Regions from separate parts of the Mus musculus genome. Here region 2 is linked to region 1. Evidence: chromatin contacts called from public HiCAR-type data. All regions are on one chromosome and are shown on one strand. The core of a region is the stretch at or near the end of the contact, and the rest is flanking DNA. Distances in the headings are between cores, read along the strand shown.

What was found. HiCAR-type assays count read pairs that join an accessible place to other places.
Region 2: a HiCAR-type map of fibro-adipogenic progenitors shows a contact between it and region 1, with 6 times the contacts expected there. The contact joins two enhancer-like sites. A contact is called at or near these places in 2 of 115 datasets of contacts at active chromatin or transcription factors (fibro-adipogenic progenitors and kidney).

What each region holds. Positions count from the first base shown.
Region 1 is chr5:17,261,291-17,263,990 of GRCm38.p6, reverse strand. No RefSeq gene overlaps it. Among named protein-coding and RNA genes, the nearest start is that of Speer4f2, 110 kb to the left of the region's middle. Within about 2 kb of position 1,325, at least 14 of the 459 cell types and tissues checked have an H3K27ac peak or open chromatin away from gene starts, as enhancers often do. A contact at or near this core is called in fibro-adipogenic progenitors, where this site is marked.
Region 2 is chr5:17,752,396-17,755,095 of GRCm38.p6, reverse strand. No RefSeq gene overlaps it. Among named protein-coding and RNA genes, the nearest start is that of Cd36, 82 kb to the left of the region's middle. Within about 2 kb of position 1,340, at least 14 of the 459 cell types and tissues checked have an H3K27ac peak or open chromatin away from gene starts, as enhancers often do. A contact at or near this core is called in fibro-adipogenic progenitors, where this site is marked.

The DNA.
Region 1 (2,700 bases), core at 76-2,575:
GCCTTTGGTGTGGTTCCCCTGGAACCGCCTACCACCATTTCTGAAGCTGAGTCTCCTTGGGTCTTGGAGCTCCTTGGTTATGCTTGGCTGCCTGTTCATTAAGCCCCAAGAATCTCTCTATGCCAAAGCTAGGAGCACTAGGATTACAACTGCCTTACACCTTGGCTTGCTATGTGGGTGCTGAGAATCAAACGCAAGCTTTCAATGAACAAAGTACTCACTAATCTAATTGTTTGTTAGTGTTGAAAATTACTAAAAAATTTAGATATTTTTAATGATGTTATATTTTACTTCTCTTTGTTCAGATTTAATTTTTCAAATTAGGAAATACTTAAGTAACTGAATATTTGGCTGTTGCAAAATAGCTTATTAATAAAACAATATTAACCAACAATATTTAAACAAAGAGGTTCATAGTTGAGACATTGCCTTTAAATTTCTCCTTTTATTCCAATGCTGCTAGCCTTGGCTCAATCACCTTATTCCTCTTAAAGTTATATGGTTGTTTATGTGACAACATACCTGAATTGTAACAATAACATTTCCAGCTGTTTGAAGATGAAGTGAATTAATATTATTGAATGTCCATTCCACAAACTGTGCTTTCCACATGTCCTTGTAAAAAGAATTTCAAATGTTACAGTCTTGTGTACATAATGGGGATATTGCTATCTGTATTCTTAAAAAACAGAATAACAATAATTTTCTTCACTGTCATCCCCTTAATGCAATAATTGCTGATTTTCTTTTGAGGCTATCTATTATTCTATTTCCAGTACTTTGGATTAGTTTTTCAGTAGCAAGAACTGACACCTGACATTTCTATTACAAATGAATAATAGAATTCACAGGCCACTGATTCCACTTAGATGTCAAATTTATCAACAGGAAAAAAATACTTTTTGGCTGAATCTAGGAAAAGAAAATGTTCATAAGGGTGGTGAGTTTCCTAAGAAAGACAGAAGCAGGAGGGGATTCATTTCAGTTCCAATTCTGAACTTTGTTTCTTTGTTTACTTGGGAGATTTTCTTTGTTTTCCTGAAAGGGCTGTGGTTATCTAATTGAAATGGTAAATAGACTTAATGGATTTTACCTTTCTTGTCAATCCATGTATTCTTGTTAATGTGACACACAGCAAGTGTTTTCCAAACAGAAAATTGCTCTGATTTCCAAGATATTTGAAGATTGTTGGTGAATAACACATTTAATTCAACTCTACTCAAATGGTGTGCTGGAAAGCATACTTGACCAGTTAGGACATGGCAAGCACACCCCCTGGGAAGTGATGTGAGAGGAGGGGTAGCAGATCTGCCAAGTCCAACATCAGCTTCCGTCTTCCATCTCCACAGTTGGACTAAAGGCTTGAAGTTCTCACAATAAACGCCATAGCAAAAAACATATTTCACAGTGCCTTTTCGAAGAATGAGCTTTTGAGAGTATGCAGATTTGGAAGTTGATCTAAAAGTAAGGAAAAGAATTTGAGGTAGCTACAATTGAAATATAGCCACTCATAAACACAACCATGCTTGTGAAAATATTGGATATTATAACCTCCATGCCTCTGGGCTTAGCAAATGTAGCATGATTGGATGTTGATTATTAACTGCAGGAGTCATGACATCCAAGGAAAGGTTTCCCTTAGCTCAGAAGATCTCCACCCAGCTCCAATGAGTCAGGATTCCTGGGTGGACCGTTGGCAAACCAAGCCAAAGACATCTGTTAAAAGTAAATGACTAAAAATTCTTGGCCCTTTTGTAGATTATTATGTATCAAGTTAAGCATTGAAAGAAAAAAATAAGAAAAGCAAAGCATATTAAAGGTAAAATGAGAAATCAAAGGCACAGAAACTTAACTTTTTAGATAGGAATCCCCAGACTGGCATTTTCATTCACAGTTCATGAATAAATGGAATTTAGAATTTGATCAAAGTGATACACATACTTCTAAAAAGTCATATTACTCTTTAGAATTTAAGGGAAAAGAATTCAGTCTGTTAATGCCTACAATATTATTACACTGTCCATTTCCATAGATATCATTTCTCAAGGCCAACTGTTTTAACCTGTTATATATTACTCTTCCAGCTTCTCTTTTCTATATGTAAAAAGTTTATTATGTCAGGCACTTGAGAGATACCATGTTATAGACAGGGCACACATGAAGGACCCAGCTACACACTGTCCATGTTCAATATCTTGCTACTGTGTTTTCATTATCATTCAGCCATGATCTTGCACATCAATTCAATGCAGGATTTAAGATCACTTTAGACAAATTTCAAACAAGAAAAGGGTGGGGATCAAGTTTTTCAGCATTTCTCCCCTCTATTGTGATATTTCAAAATCACATCCTGAATAATAACTAGAGGGTCACTGGAGTGTTAACAACAGAAATAACCATTGGGGTAGCAGTCCTAATGCCAGCAAGTCCACTACTACTTTGTTTTCCTTGGCCTAACTCATTGCCTTTCCTGGAAAATTTTTACTCCATATTGGGGCACAGTGCTGTTTGCAGACAGAACACAGATCAGAACTTTGTAAGTTGAACCTAGATATTAGCATATCAGGTTGGGATTCTGAACTTGTATCAGTAACATGGTTAATGACCGTCACATACTCAAAACACAATGCCCCAAGCAGCTTTACATAAAAATGTTCATTGGAATAAGTCAATGGTTTGGGTCCAGCCTCTGGCTTCTGC
Region 2 (2,700 bases), core at 91-2,590, 490 kb before region 1:
AGAACTGGTTCTAAATGGAATCAGCATAACAATTATAATGTTTAAGAGTCAGATGTGTTTAACCTGATATAAGTTTTGCACAATGAATATATGGATCAAAATATCAATTGATACCTGTTAAGTATGTATAAGTCTGTCATTGCCAAGATGATTCATTTGAGAGAACAGTAAAGTTAACTCCATGAAATTTTGTATTTAATACATTAGTTAAAATAATTGAACTTGAATTAAACATAGAAAGGCAGTCTTTTTGTTTATTGCAATGTTGCCCACAAGAACAATGATAAAGAAATAGGTTAAGTAGCTGTGGAGGTGGGATTGCTACAGTGTAACAGAGCTGGGCCTTACCAAAAGGACGTATGCCATTTGCAATATCACCAATAAACCTGGAAGTCATTGTCTTAAGTGAATAAGTCAAACACTGTGATTTAACTTTGAGGTGCAATTTAAAAAGCTGAGAACAGAAAGCCAAGAAAAAAATATATTTTTTTTTTGTCTATAGGCAAAGAACAGGGATAAACAAAGACTGGTTAAAATGTACAACTTCAAAGCAATATGGTTTGACTCTTGTCAGCCCATGAGGGTATAGCATGGTGGTCAATGCTGACCCTGCCCTGTGTCAGAAGAACCTAGGGTGCTTCAAGGCACCTTCCTGACGATAAGTTGCTTACTGCAGAGCAACACAACATGCTACCAACCTTAAACAAATTTCTTATTATTTTCAATTGAAATAATTTTTTAGATAATCTAAATCACTTTAGCACACCAATTGGGTTCACTCACATCTAAATTGCATGTTGTGGATCTTGAAACAGAGTCCTCTATGCATTTTACCTGTGTTTCCTGCACATAGCAAGTAATTTTAAAGTGTCAATTTATTGTTTTTAACTTTTCTCCCTGAGAGTAAAAGCCTACCCAACGCTGAAGAATTTGAGCCAGGGGATACTCTCGCTGTATGCCAAAAAGAAGACAGAGCTCTGGGAAGTATTGTAAGAACATGAGTGTACCATATGCAAACAGTGGGATTTCTGGTCAGAGCTATAATAATCATACTAACAGCAAGCATTTCCAAATGCTGAAAGTGTGATAAATGCTGCTGTCGTGCCTGGTATGAATTTCTATTTATTATTACCAAACATCTCTGGCTCACAATTCAATTCTCCCTGACCTAACTGTCCTCCTCTCTGTGTATACGTGACTCAGCTTGATGCCTTGGGTCTCAGGAGCATCCCGTGGCTCTGTTCCCATAAGTTCTTTGTGGCACGTGCAGCATAGCACACACCTCATGGTCAGGCACACCCACCTGAGCCATTTTCCCCCTGGTTTGAATGTGATCTGGATCCTGCCAACTTCTTCATCATCTTCTTGAGTCATGAATCCTTAGTGGCATTGCATCAGGCTGAGGGACTTGGAGAATTACAAGTCCAGCCCAGAATTCCTGGATATCTCTCACTGCCAACAGCGATTAACATCTGTGCTGGACAAGAAAACCTTTCAGCATTTCTGAACTAAGGAGTGCAACGGGCTAAGGGTGTAGAATGACAGCGGATAACTTCCTAAATCCCCAAGCTTTCTATACACAGCCAAGACTTAGAATTTTTCATTTCTGTTTCATTCTGTTGCATAGGGTCACACCCATAATTTTCTTTAGCTATTGCTAAATGGGTGAGGACCCCACTAAATGGAACTCCAAGAATGTTAACTTTTCATGAGATTAAGAAACAAAGTAAAAATATTTTAAGGTAACAAGGAAGCTTTCTAATTCATCAAGACTTACTTCATGTTGAACACAATTAAGTGTAAATTGTTAGAGACACTATTCTACTGATGGTCTGAGTACTATTTCCAATGACCATTTCTCCTTGATAGTAAAAGCCTACCCAACGCTGAAGAATTTGAGCCAGGGGATAGTCTTGCTGTATGACAATACTTATCAAAGAAGGAAGGGAAGGGAGATGGGCATCGAGCTGTGATGCTGGGTGGAGAGTTCAGAGTGTAACGTTACTTTACTGCTAGATTATTCTGCCACTGATAAGTATCAGTGTAGTACATAGAAAAGGTTCTCCTAATGACGTTGCTACAGACCGGATCACACAGCCATGTGCATGCTTCCAGTAGGGAACTGCTGATTCTTTGGCTTGCATTAATATGGATGCTGAAGCTGACCATCACCCACATTTTGTGCTGATTCCCCTGTAGACTTAGCTCAGGAGAATCTGTGCTTGGTTAACTTAAGCAGGTCACAGGTTCATCAGCTGAACACACTACTATCAAGTTCAACTCAGTTACTTTGTCTAGACTGAAAGCAGTTAACCTGTTTTCTTCACCAGCCAAGTACTTAAGTTGCTTGACATGATCGCTAAAGAGCCCCTCTAAATGGAGAAGTTGCAAGATAAGAGACACCTAATAAGGTATAATTTCCTTTTTAAAAATAATAAATTAATTAAAGGTGGTCTGATTACCTAGGGGCCAGATTTTCTTATATTTCTACACTTAAAGAAAACATCAACTAACGTACAATAGTCTGGTGAACTCTGTTCTTGAAATGACTCAGCTGAGAAGGACCCAGTTTTGGAAGACACAAAAAGGAGAAAGGTTCCTACTCACCTACTATGGTCAGAGTGTGTTGAGGAAACTGGCATGGAGAAGTCTGAATGTAAGAGAGCCAGGCTGATTCGATGAAAGGCTTCAAATGGGCAG